Linked DNA regions of Mus musculus: region 2 is linked to region 1. A link is a contact called in public Hi-C data. All regions are on one chromosome and are shown on one strand. The core of a region is the stretch at or near the end of the contact, and the rest is flanking DNA. Distances in the headings are between cores, read along the strand shown.

What was found. A called contact is a pair of places that touch in the nucleus more often than the background predicts.
Region 2: a contact with region 1 is called in a Hi-C map of bone marrow-derived macrophages, with 20 read pairs. The contact joins two enhancer-like sites. A contact is called at or near these places in 4 of 15 datasets of contacts at CTCF or cohesin (the NIH/3T3 cell line, embryonic stem cells, pro-B cells and 1 more), 8 of 484 Hi-C or Micro-C datasets (B cells, bone marrow-derived macrophages, cerebral cortex and 1 more) and 3 of 115 datasets of contacts at active chromatin or transcription factors (embryonic stem cells and microglia).

The regions. Positions count from the first base shown.
Region 1 is chr13:52,255,593-52,262,513 of GRCm38.p6, forward strand. No RefSeq gene overlaps it. Among named protein-coding and RNA genes, the nearest start is that of Gm33116, 25 kb to the left of the region's middle. Within about 2 kb of position 2,974, at least 13 of the 459 cell types and tissues checked have an H3K27ac peak or open chromatin away from gene starts, as enhancers often do. A contact at or near this core is called in bone marrow-derived macrophages, where this site is marked.
Region 2 is chr13:52,502,793-52,509,713 of GRCm38.p6, forward strand. Diras2 (DIRAS family, GTP-binding RAS-like 2) reads right to left here. Exons shown (of 2, transcript NM_001024474.2): 2 at 1,583-5,513. The coding sequence starts at 5,477. The coding sequence ends at 4,878. Among named protein-coding and RNA genes, the nearest start is that of Diras2, 25 kb to the right of the region's middle. Within about 2 kb of position 3,044, at least 7 of the 459 cell types and tissues checked have an H3K27ac peak or open chromatin away from gene starts, as enhancers often do. A contact at or near this core is called in bone marrow-derived macrophages, where this site is marked.

The DNA.
Region 1 (6,921 bases), core at 1,724-4,223:
TTGCATCCCCTGGCTTGCTCAGCTTGTTCTCTTATAGAACCCAGGACTACCAGCCCAGGATGGTACCACCCACAATAGACTGGACCCTCCCATCCTTGATCACTAATTGAGAAAATGCCTTACAGCTGGATCTCATGGAGGCATTTCCTCAAGGGAGGCTCCTTTCTCTGTGATAACTCCAGCCTGTGTCAAGTTGACACGCAAAACCAGCCAGCACAACGTGTAAGGTTGTTTTGCATGAACAGATGTCTGTGTACCATGTGTATGCGTAGATTCCCAAGGAGGCCAGCAGAGGGCGCCTGCTATAGAAATTTTGGAATGCTCTCATTCTCCAAAAGTTTTGCTGGGCTCTTCCCATGAATGGAGTGTGATTGCCACACCCACCTGGGCCCATCCCTTTCTATCTTTATTACCCCGAGTTTTCTAAGACATGAGCTTTATTGTCTCTCCACATATAACAGCCTTTGTGGGGGGCTCTCAAGAGCACTGTGAGGTTTTCAGCACATATTTGTATGTGTTCCGTCAGGCTGATATTAACTGAGCCATTCTGATTTATCGTACCTGGCTCTGTAGTCTTAGCTTCTGTGTCTTGGGGCTCACTGTCAGCGCACAGACATGGCTAGGTGCCTGTCATTTATCCTGAGACCTTGAAGAGCACACACATTAATTCACAGACTTTATTTGCTTTTAACCCTTGGAGAGCCCTATGTGGACGCCCATCTCCCTCATGTAAACAGGGACAGCTTTATTCTCACATCGACTTGTTCTGTCGGGGTTGACTGGAGCTCATTGCCTCAAACTTTTTCTTGCTGGTGAGTCCTTGCCATGGCTTCTGGCAGAAAAGAATAGGCTTCGGCTGGCTCTGTTCTCTACCTGTTGAGAGTTCCACATTGCTGGGTTTCTTGTTGCCTAATGCAAGGCACTAGGTAAGAAAAGTCATGTACAGAAAAAGTAGCACTGGCTTTCCTCTCGTCCTGTGCCCTTGGTTGCGCAGAGTCCTCTTTGTCCGTTTATTTGTTTATTATGACAGAGTGACTCCAGCCAGCTCTGTCAGCTGAAGAAGAGTAAAGGAGCCAGGCACGGAGAGCAAGTCTATTAGAATTGATATAGACTCCTAGGGCAGAGAACAGGGCTGGACAGCCTCTGCTTCTAAGGGTGGGGGAGGGGCATTTGGGTTCAAGTTTCTCCCTCTTGGGGATTCCCCCTGCTTTCCTATTGGACCTACGGTGTTCGTGCACCTCGAGGTGTAGGAATTGAGTCTCTGTTCCTGTCTGTGAGTTTGGAAACAGCCACTAGTTAGTTAGGGTCTGCCCCTCCCTACTCAGGGTTCACCCTTAACCCCATTTTTGGTGTGGTAATAACTGATAAGGAGAAACTTAACAGGCAAAGAAAAGCTTGAGGCAGGAGTGGAGACCCACCTCTCCCCTTTCTTTCCTGTACTCTGGGGGCCCCACCACCTCCAGAGTCTTTATTTTTGTATTTATCAGGGTGAGTGGGAATTGTCCTATTGAGTTCTTGGAGACATCATTAGTTTTATGTAGTTTTGCTTTCTGGAAAAAAAAAATCTCAGTCTTGATTTATATTTTCAAGTTCCATTAAAAAAAGATAAGAGTGAAAAAAATTGAAAGTTCAAAAAACTGCAGATGAAATAAATTACCATTACTCCGGTCATGAGTCTTACTTGAGAACCACGAGTCACAGGTTAGGGGACCAGCGGGTAAACAGTGACATTGGTTGGCCTAAAGCTAGGAAGCTCTGTCAGGAAAGAGACATATTTACTGGAGGAGCCAGAGGCTCAGCTCTTGTGAACCTTGGAGGCTGGAGTGGAGGCTGAAGTAGAGGCTGAGGCTGCCAGAGACTTGTTTGTGAGTGAATGCATCTTGCCCTCATGTCACCGGGCTCAGTTTCCTCATGAGACTCCACGATTTCCCTCCTGGTCATTTCAGAGAGGGGTGAATGCCCTTATTTCAGCTGCATAGATCACATTTTGCTCTGTCTCCCGAGCAGGGGGACGAGCACTTCCGTAGGGAGTCACGGAACACGGAAGGTCTTTGAGGGAAATGGTTCAGCCTTTGTAGGAGCTCTGGGACCTCGGAAGTAAAGCCTTGTGTTTTGCAAACATTTTGTGACCATGATAGAGAAACCTCCATGTAATGGAAGGACCCTGAGCTCCAAATACTCTGCGCTTAGGTGTGCCATCATCCAAAAGCATGTGAATATGCTCCGTCTCCCCCTCCCCCACTGCATCAGTGCAGCCTTCCTCTGCCTCAGAGTGGCTTTACCGCGGGCTTCTGCATCTTCCTTAGTCTTAGATTCTCTGTTGTCTGGCCCATCTCCGGTTTTGTATTAGCTTTCTCCAACAGTCTGACTTCATGGCTCTCATTTGTAAGGGTCATATCCTCAAATTAATTAATCGGTTGATTAATTTTATATGTGTGTGGTAACCTGTGAATGTCTGTCATGGGGCAGGGGGGGGGGGAGTGCCCATGAACTTTTGTGTGTGCATGTGTGTGGAGGACACAGGTTGCCCTCGAGAGCTGTTGAAAAAGGGAGTCACCAACCTTGTGTTCTGAGACAAGGTCTCTCAGTATCCCGGAACTCACCAGGCAGGCTAAGTGGCTGGTCATAGAGTTCCAGCAATCACCCTATCTCCATCTCCTTGGTTTTCCTAGAAAAACCTCAAATTTTGGTTCCCCTTGTACCATTGCCTGAGGCACCAGGGAGGTTTTGGTTATTTTGTTTTGTTTTGTTTTTTGTTTTTTTGCATGAATTATGTGTTATACCCCAAGCAAGCCTTTCATCTAGTAGCCTTGCACCTGGGGGCTGGGGCCAGGCAGACTGCATTTCCGGAGGAGCTCTGCAACACTTCCTGCCTACCCTGTTGTTGTGAACTTAGAAATGCCCCTTACAGGCTCCTGTGTTGGACACTTGGTCCCTCACGCTATTTGTGGAACCCTTAGGAAGTAGAGCCTCGCTGGAGGAGGAAGTGGGTTATAGCAAACGGGTCTTGAGTGTTTCTAGTCTGGCCACAGTTCCTATAGTCTGTTCTCCATTTCCCGACCCACCAGATAGGAGGTGGGGAGTTCCGGTTGAACACAGGGTCACCTGTGGCCAAGCCATTCCCAGCTCGATGGAGGTCTGTAACCCCTCAAACCGTGAGCTAAAATAAGGAAGTCTTCTCTGCCTCAAGTGGCTTCCTGTCTGCTATTTGCTCAAGGCAATCCCTAACCGTATCAATAGCCACCTCCTGCCTGGTGCAGATTGCGTATGAACACCGAGCTGATAGTGATGGAGACTTTAGGCAAGTGTTGGGGGAATGGGGTAGCAGCTAAGATGAGCATCAGGTCAGGCCGAGGACCTCCCGCTACTGCACCAGGCTGTTGATACTCTGGAAGGAAGGTGGGTCGCTTTGCTTTTTGTCTTTGCTGGTAATGATGGATGATATGCTGGTTTTGTTTTTTTCTTTTAAACTTCCACACCGACTTTTCATAAGGCCCAGCCAAGGGCCATTTACCTGGGCTTGTACTGCTCGCTCAGCTACAAATTAGAGCTGCCTTGGAGGTGGGAAGCAGTGTTTATGATCTCCCACGAGACTCTGATTTATTTCCAAGTGGAGAAATACTGGCATCTGAGTTAGTAGAAATGCCTACCAGACTCTGGCAAAAGAATTGCCTCTCTGCCCTGTTTTTCCATGCTGTAAATTTTAACTTCTGTGCCTTCAGCTTCAGATGGATGCTTGAAAGCTGCACTGGGAGCATGGAGAGCCGCTGCCAGAGCTTAGTAGGCAGCAGGACCAGCCTGTGCTTAGACGTCTCCCAGCATCCCCCTAGTCTCTGTCGCCATAGAACACCACAGGTTTGCTCTCTGATTGTGACAGGCCCAGGTGGCAGCTGGAGAAACAAGGAGTGAAGACCTTTGTTCCCGTTCCAGGTCTGTTGCTGAGGCAAACACTCTAAGAAATGTGACTGGGGGAGAAAGAAGTCATTTGACTTGTAACACTGGGTCACAGGCCTCGACTGTAGGGAAGGCAAATAAGGTACAGACTTATAGCTTCACATCCACGGTCAAGAGAAGAGAGAGCAAACCCACGTGTCCTTGCTTGCCTGTCTGCTCATCTGCTGTCACCTAGTGAGTGTCATTTTATATAGTCTAGGAACCCCCACGCAAGGAGTGGTACTGTTCACAAGTCTTCCCACATTAATTAAAAGTTGAAATAGTTCCCCAAAGTCAACCTCACAGGCCAACCTGATCTACAAGTTTCTTTAGTAAAGACTCGGTCACAAGTGATTCTGGGTTGTATCAAGTTGGCAGTTAAAACAAACTACATGGCCCTGTTAGAGGCTGATCTGAGACTTAACATTGAGATGGAAGGGATGGGACAAGCGATGACTCCAAAAGCTTTTACTCTCTGCTTTTCTCTGTGATGCATTCTCCTAACAGTTCACACTCCCAGAAGTTGGGAGGTTGCTACATCTGATTGGTAAGTAGCGAGTTATCTGTGTTTTCAAGTAGTTTTCTTAGCTTCTACATGAGCCAGCACCTTTAGAGGCAAAGTTCTAGTGGACACACATCCATCGAGTCTTTCCTTTTTTCCAGATGGAACTACTACACAAAGTGAGCATGCCCAGAAGGGTTCATGCCCCTCATGTGAGCCTTACAAATATGTGCTCCACGACCTTGAGCTAAGCATGTCACCAAATGTGTCTGTCATCCTTCCTTCTTAAAAGATGGCGCCATGCTGAGCAAGTCTTCAACCGAGCATGCACAGGCACGTATCCTTCCCCGGAACACTTCCTACGTGAACGGTCTTCCTGAACAGAGCCTCCAGCCTGTCTTCGTTCAAGAGCAAACACTATCAGAGCTCACTTCTGTGCTTGCTTGCCTGCCGTGGCTAATACAACTTTCTCTGCTTGCATTTCTTTCCTGTGTCTATCCTTGTTTTGCACATACCAAGGTGCAAATTCATTGCACTTGGTGTGTGTGTGTGTGTGTGTTTCTCCCCCTCCCACACACACACTATAAATCAACATTATCACAGTTGCCACCTACAGGGGAAGACTTTAGTTCTTTCGAATAACACTTGAGAGTTCACATGTTTTTACAAGAGGCCTAAGATCATATGCCAACTGAAGTTTTTGTATCTGTGGGAAATGAGTGTTCAAGGTAAACTATAATTATTGTTACTAGTGTTTTAATCAATACTCAGTCTATTATACTTTGAATCAATAGCTTCAAAATTTTTAGCATACCTTTTACCACTCCCTAAATGACAGTCAATTTCATACTCCAGTAAAAAAAGACACTAGAAAAGACACCTTAATATCAGTCATTGAACAGGACAAATCTAACATCGGATTTCCTGAAAACACCTGCTATAAGTCAGAAAACAACAGGGACATTTGGGACCATCCTCCTGTGTTCCACAGACTTTTGGAAGGTGGATCTTAAATACTTCCAAGGATGCTGTGGACAGAGCGGTTGAGTGCAGGGTCACGGAGCATTTGAAGAGTCTTGGGAGCACATCTGTGACCAGCATCATTGCTACTGTGGGACAGAAACTTCTGATACAAGCAATGGACTCCATCCAGTAGGCAATAATTGATTATTGCCTGGCGCAAATGATTTGTAATGCTGAAAGTATTAAAAAAGGCAGCCTTCCAGCGAAGATGGCAGGCTATATAGCCAATGCCATTGGAGGAGAATCAGAAGACAACAGCAATGGACTCTTCTAAAGAGAAAGATGGAGAGTGTTGGAATCCCTCTCCACAAAGGGATGGAGAAGGCTCCTGAAATGTGAAGAGCGAGACTGGCAAGGGCTCTGAGAGGAGGGGCAGGGAACACCTTCTGCCCCACAGCTCAGTGGTATGCACATGCAGGAGACAGAAGCATCTTCCCAAGGATAAACCACATAGGAGAAGAGCAATGTAGCACCAAGACAGCCCAGACCCCTCATGAGCTTCCAACTCAGGGACAGGCTTTGGCGAGCTAGTGCTTCACAGGGCACACAGGAGCCAGCAGTGGAGAGAAGTCCAGATCGGGCAATTTGTCTGACTCAGTCACCAACCATCATGAGAGAACCAGATGTTAAAATGTGAGCAACCCCAGGGCCTAAGAGCTGGGCGAACAGGTTGGTGTACTGGCTGCTTTTCTTGATGCTTTGTCTAACACCCAACTAAAGGCAACTTAAAATTGTGGCTTTGTGGGGCAATGAACAGAATTGGAAATCTTTATGGAAATCAAGCCAGACTCAGAAGACAAATACTGCATGCTTTCTAGCATATGTGGATGTTAGATTTAAAATTCTCTGTGGGGTGTGTGTGTGTGTGCTATGTGTTTGTGTAGTGGTTTATTTCTGTGTGTATGTAGTGTGTCTCTGTGTGTTGTGTTGTGTTGTGTGTAGTGTGTGTGTTGTGTGTATGCATAGTATGGGTGCATATGTCTGCATCTAGGTCATACAACTAGAAAGGGGATGAGGAAGAGGATGAAGAGATCTAAGGGAGGTCCTATCTGGGGGTAGGAATGTAAGAAAGCACAGAGGGGTAGGAACCATGAGGAGGACATAAGGAGGGCATAGGGAGGGCATGAAGGAGGGAGGGGAGGACATGGGGGATGGCATGGGGGAGGAGATGGGGAGGGGATGGGGAGGACATGGAGGAGGGCATGGGGGAGGATATGGGGAGGGGATGGGGGAGGGTTTGGGGGAGGGCATGGGGGAGGATATGGGGAGGGGATGGGAGAGGCGATGGGGGAGGGCTTGGGGGAGGATATGGGGAAGGGTATGGGGGAAGGTATGGGGAAGACATGGGGGAGGGCATGGGGAAGACATGGAGGAGGACATGGGGGAGGGGATGAGGATGGCATGGGGAAGGGTATGGGGGAGGGTATGGGGGAGGGCATGGGAAGGGCATAGGGAGGGCATGG
Region 2 (6,921 bases), core at 1,794-4,293, 250 kb after region 1:
CCTTTGTAACACTTCATCTGCTCAGGGGAGTCTGATAAATAGCAACCAGAATATCTTTACACTCTGGGGAAACCAATGGGACCCACTCATAGATAGGAAAGGCTGGATAAAGCATCATTGATTGTGAAATGGGGAGGGCGGGTTGAAAGGCAGACGGGAACTGGAAGGCATGGAGTGCAGACAGCATGACCAAAAAGCTGTTCAAAAGACTTCTAAAATGGGAAAGTTTCTGCACCTTTGTATTTGCACAGAACAAATTCTGCACTGCAGACCTTCCCTATCATATGTATGCTTGCTTCCACGGAAGGCTCAGATGTGGCAAGCCAGCACCCAGCGCTTTGGGTATTGCATTAAATGAATCCCATGCCCACCCTGCAGATTCATGCCCCTTCTGCAGAAGCACAGAGTAGAAGCCAACCACAGTCACTCGGTCAGCAGCAGAGTCAGGACTATCATTTCTGGTCTGTTTACTGGATTTTTTAAAAAGCAGGCTTTATTTAACAGTCTGTGGAGTAAGAAGAATGGACAGGTGGCAGAACCCAAGTCCAGAAGCAATTGCTAGGGGGTTTGTCCTTATTTAATTACCTGAAGGAAGCGAGTGTGCAGAACTGGTTTCCTTGCTGATTAGTCGGTGTCTCACCTTCCTTCTCCCTCCCCTGTCCATGCCTGAGGCATCAGCCCCTACTTCCACCCAGGGCCAGGAGCAACGAGGAAAATTTCCCAGGAACCCTCCAGGGGAGCTTGTTACTGTCCAATACAGGCTCAGAACCTTTAATTCCCCCAAGGCCATGTGGCTGGGGCTGGCAGAGCAGCAGGTCCACACCATGGCAGCCAGATCAACCCTTAAACATCTGAAGTGCAGGGCTGGACAGATGACTTAGTCAGCAAAGTGCAAAGACCCGAGTTTAGATCTTCAGACAGCCACATAAAAACCCAGACGATGCATGGGGTAACCTGACTCTCTGTAGCTCTCTATGTCATGCCACAGTGTGTGTGTGGCTTGAGTAAAATATATATCTCCTAATAATCCTAATAATCTGTATATGTATATCATGTATATGTGTGTGTGTGTGTGTGTGTGTGTGTGTGTGTGTGTGTGTGTGTGTATGTCATTCCCTAGCATTTGAAACTCATCAATTTAGACTTGAAAACATTATCTTGTTTTCATTCTGATATATGTATGTGTGTGTATGTGTGTGTGTGTGTGTGTGTGTGTGTGTGTTTAAGAGGTCCTGAGGCAGAAGGGATAGCTGCTTGTTAATATGAAAGCTATGCAAACATGAGACCCTGAATCTGAATCCAGAGCCCATAGGTTTTTTCATTGTTGTGGTTTAAAAAGTTGGGCCTGGGTAACAGGGTGAGGGATATAGGATGATCCTTGGGGCTCTCTAGCCAGCCACACTAGTGCAATCAGCAATCCCCATGTCCCGGTGATAGACACTGTCTCAAAACAACAATGACGACAACAATAACAACAAAATAGTTGGCTCCTGAGACATGACACCTGATGTTAACCTCTCACCTCCACAGGTCCATGCACACACACACACATAAACAAAAGAAAAAAAAAACAAACTCCAACCAGGGTGCTGTAACTGAGCTTTATTGTAACTGGTTCCATGGACTGGGGCCATCGCTGCCACTAGAACCTTATACAAGGTGATCCTCGTAACCACAGAGTAGTTAGACACACCCAGAAATGGAACCGAAACAGCAAGGGCTGCAGTGGAAGCATGTGCCGGCGTCTCACATGCCAATGATCACTCTGATCACAGATGCTTGATTGACACAAGGTCTTTGTGGGCCACTGAATCCCAGGAGGTGTCCTTCCTATAGGAGTTCCATATGCCCCTTTGGCTTTGGGTGTTTCCAAACAGCTTGAGTAGGAGCGACACGTTACAAACTTGGGGTAGGGAGGAATATCACAGCGCAATTTTAAAATATTTAGTACATCTTCTTCTACAAAGAATGTTACAAAGAGTGAAACCGATATACTAGCATATTGATATATAGAGATATATATGTACAATTTACTACTTTATGCTTCAAAAGTGCAGGAAGATAAATTACATAATATATATATAATTTTAGATCTAGTGGACAATTGGATATTGCTCTTGTGTTGGACTTGATGCATTAGATGCCTGCCCATGGCTTGTCACTGAATGGAGAGGGGACCAGTGGGGATTAGGGAGCTCATGGAGTCCCGTGCTTAACCCCAGAGTGCCATCTTCAAAGCAAGTTTTCAAGTTTTATAATGAGCTGAGGCTGGGTCAGAAGTTTCCAGTCCCATGTGCAATGTAGGATATTACCAAGAGTCTCAGCTTCATGACTTGGGCTGGGACCAAAGCAAAGCTGAAAGCCACTGGCCCGATAGTACTGTGTCCTCAGCCCCTGAGTCAGAGGGAAGTTTGCCAAAGGTGATGTTAAGATAGCTACCCAGTGTTCGGCTCAATCTATAGAATGTAGTGTCAAAATGAAGCCCAAGGAGGGAGGCTTCACCTCCCACCCTCTAAACTCACAGACAGCATAGAGAGGAGCAAAGACTGTGGATGGAGCTATAGCAAGATCCTCGTGTCAATGAAGACTGAAACACTTAGGAATATGGAAACTGACATACAGGGCTGAAAGAACCCTGATGTGCGGTCACTGGAAACAGGGAATCATGGGGCACAATGCTTGTGTCTGAAGCACGGTGACAGTCGGTAGGACAGACAGGATTTTACTGTAAAGGGATCGCCATAAATATATATATATATATATATATATATCCTATATGATGTGTAGATAACGTATGTGTCACATCATCCACAGAGCAGTGGTCTTTCCCTCGCTGTTCCCCAAATCTAAACGACAAGGTGATATGTTTTCTCTGAGAGGAGAAATGGAACAACAAATTGAAGACATTCTAGAAAATTCCATAACTCCATCTCACTGTGATAGAGAATGGCCACTGGGAACAAATGGGGAAGATAGAAGAGACTCAGAGTGGGTTTGGATGGGGCACAAGGGCTCCAGGCTCTTCTTGCTTGGTTCCTGGGCTTCCTCATTTCTCAGTGTGGCTGCTTGCCCAGATAACCCCAAGGGTTTTGTTCTAGAGGTCTAAGGAGATGGTAAGATTGCTGAGGCATACGGTTTTCTGAGGGAACTCCCTGGCCCTCAGCACATCACCAGGGTGAGTTATGATTGGCAGAGCAGAGAGGGCCAGACTGAATTATAGAGGTCTGAAGGAAGCAAGTGTTTGAACACAGTGTGCTTCGGAGGCTTTGGTGGAGCAAGAGGCCGACCAAAACACCCCAGCATTGGGACCTCTGCCCACTGGCCATGCCTGCTGGCCATGAGAGTACTGTATAGGCTCACACAGTGCTACAGCCTCCTCTACCTGCGGACTGGTCAGTGGTAAGATGGCTTAGAGAATGGTCGAGCTGGCACCCAAGACCAGCATGTGCCTTCTCATTGACTATAGAAGTAAGAATTTCCAAGAATCAAAATCCAGCCGAACTCCAGGATGGCAGGCAAATTACACTAAGCCGTGGGCACTGTGCCCAGGAAAGAGAGATTAGCCCAACCTATCTGCAGCCACTGTGGCCACTGATCCCTCACGCAGTAGCTATGATTCCTTCTGAAGGATACGGGGTGCACTCAAAAGTCCTTAGGAGAGGATTGCGTCTGGGCTGCACGTTGCTCTGAGGAACTTTTAAGAGCATTTAGCAAGGAACGAGGAGAAGATTTACTACAAATTAAATGTATTTTCTAGCAATCTACTTCTGATGTAGATAAATCGTTAAAAACACAGTGAACGACGTCTGCTTCAAAGTATTTCATTAAGGTGTAACGCATAGCATCTACATGCTCGCGTCATTTAGAAAAAAAATGGATGTGCTTCTGGTTATTTAGACGCTCTTGGTTGGCTGGTTCCCAGCTGGGTACTCGTGGAGTTATTTAAGACAGGAAAACCATCTTGGGGGAGGGGAAGAGGGAGTCTAAAAACATGCCTACTTTATTTCCTTTTATTTAAAAATCAGAGGGCTGCAAGAAGTGGCAACCCTCGAAGGTCAGAAGAAAGTCAGTTCACATTTCTAGAACCCTCAAAGTATAGGGGACACACACACACATACACACACACACACACACACACACACACACACACACACACACACACACATACAGGGTGGTTATTGCAATGTTTACATGATGTCACAATGTCCTGACTCAAAAACTGAAGAAATGCTGACACAGCATCATGCCACAAGTGGCCTTGGCATTACATATGAAGTGTATACTCCTAACAGGCTGACCCGGTGCTTACAAAGAAGGCTTTGAGGAAAAGGGGGGCAATCCCTCAGTGTGTGTCAGTAGGAATAGCATGAGTATCGCTTAGATGGGGGTTATGGTATTTTGTCTTTAATCCCACTAAAAATCCACTCACGGGAACCACTGGGATCCACAGGTCCAACTGGTTTCTCATCTGCCTGCCTACTCCTCCCCCAAAGATGTTAGTGACTTCTGAACTAAGCTGCCTGATGCAGGATGGTACTGGTAGCCATGGTCTAACCTGCTGTCACATGCATCACACAGTACTCTCAGGTTCTCCTGTGTCCACAGCTCTGAGTCCCCTCATCTTCAAATGGCTAAAGCCCACTCAGGACTGGCCTCAGCTTCCTGGGATGCTAAGATGCATCGCAGGTTCTGCATCTCCTGAGGGGGGTGGGCTAGTGGGGTGTGTGGAATGCCTCTGAAGGACATTGCAGGGTGTGTCGCAGCCAAATGCAATGTTTAACACACGGGCATCGGACATGCTGCCCTGACGACAGTGGGGGTTCACAGAGGGGAGGAAGAGAGAGGCCCGAGAGCAGCAGCTCCTGCACGAAGGCCTCTCACATGACCACGCACTTGCCCTTGAGCTTCTCCTTCCTCTTCTGCTGCTTGCTCTTCTTGCCGTCGATCTGGAGGCTCACGGTCCTGCGCTTCTCCAGGTTGAGGAGTTCCTGAAAGAGTTCCTTCACGTTGTGGTTGAGCTTGGCGGACGTCTCCATGAAGGCGCACTTCCATGTGCGGGCTAGGGCCTCTGCCTCGCTGCTCTGGACCTCACGGTTGGGGCTCTCATCACACTTGTTACCCACCAGCATGATGGGGATGCTCTCCACATCCCCCTTGATCTCGCAGATCTGCTCATAGATGGGCTTGAGTTCCTCCAGGGACTGCCGGCTGGTGATGGAGTAGACCAGGATGAAGGCGTGGCCTTTGGAGATGGACAGCCGCTGCATGGCCGGAAACTGGTGGCTCCCGGTGGTGTCGGTGATCTGCAGCGTGCATATGCTCTTGTCACAGCTGATCACCTGCCGGTAGGTGTCTTCCACAGTCGGGATGTAGCTCTCCCTGAAGGTCCCTTTCACAAACCTCAAAACGAGGGAGCTCTTGCCAACACCGCCTGCCCCAAACACCGCCACCCGGTAGTCGTTGCTCTGTTCCGGCATGTTGCTTCAGAACTCCAGCTACTGACCAGGAGATACCTAGCAGAGGAAGCAGATGTTGGGAGAGTTAATTTGAAACCCCCCAAAGCATGGATTTTGCCTTTTTTTTTTTGAAAAACAAAACCAAACAAACAAACAAAATGAAGTGATTAAGTTTGTGTTCACTATCTCCACCTAAAAAAAATTCCCAGTTATATTTAGCCACTTCCACAGCTCAAAACCCAAATTCTCTTGACTAGTCCTCAGTTTCCCCTAAAGCAGTAGGTCTACTTTGTAGCTAACTGAGGGAGGGAGGGAGGGAGGGAGGGAGGAAGGGTGAAAGGAAGGAGGGAGGGAGAGATGAAAAGAAAGAAATGAAACAAGAAAGAGAGAGAAAGAGAGAAACAAGTATATGCTTTATTTTTAAAAAGCCCTAAATCCTGCCATTATGAGTACAGCAATACAAGGTACGTATTAATCGTTACTAAGATTTAATCCAGCGAGATCTTCGCTCCTTGCAAGTATTACCCACGACCATAAAAGATGTGTAAATATACTTTCTCTGGAGCTAGAGAAATGGCTTGGTAATCCAAAGCACCTTCTGTCCCTGCAGAGGACCCGGGCATGGTTCTCAGCACCCATGTCAATTCCCGGTAACTCCAGCTCCATGGGATCTGGTACCCATCACAGGCGCGTACCCACACCCAGACACACATCCTCAATGGTGCACAATGAAAAATAAAATAGTTTAAATGTACTCTCTTCATTTACAAACCATCAAATACCTTTACTCTGTACCTTCTTAGACAAAGAAAGGCACTTCTTTCACAAAACCAGAGGAAACTAAGCCACGCCCACATTTGAACTAAAATTAACATTAGATGCAAGCATGTGAAACATGGTGCCTATTGTTTTTTTTTTTTTTTCCAGGCAAACAGCATGCTAACACTTCATTTTCTTAGTTTTTGAGTCACTGTGGAACAATAGCAAACATGGCTGACCAAAATAATTTTCAGAGTCCAGTAAAAAGCTATCAGCTGTAAGTAAATAGTGGCAGGAGACGGATTTGTGCCAGGGAACATGAATCCCAGGCTTTTCATGATCTTCTGACTACGTCTTCCACATTTGCTTATGTAGTGAGTCAACTAAGTTTGCTGTGTTCTGGAATGTGCTAGAGAATACCAAACAACTTGTGGTGGTTTGAATCTGCTTGGCCCAGGGAGTGACACTATTAGGAGGTACAGCTTTGTTGGAAGAAGTATATCACTGTGAGCATGGGCCTTAAGACCTCACCCTATCTCCCTGGAAGTCAATCTTCTGTTTGCCTTTGGAACAAGAGGTAGAACTCTCAGCTCCTCCAGCCCCATACCCACCTGAATGCTGCCATGCTCCCACCTTGATGATAATGGACTGAACCTCTGAACCTGTAAGCCAGCCCCAATTAAATGTTGTCCTTTTAAGAGTTGCC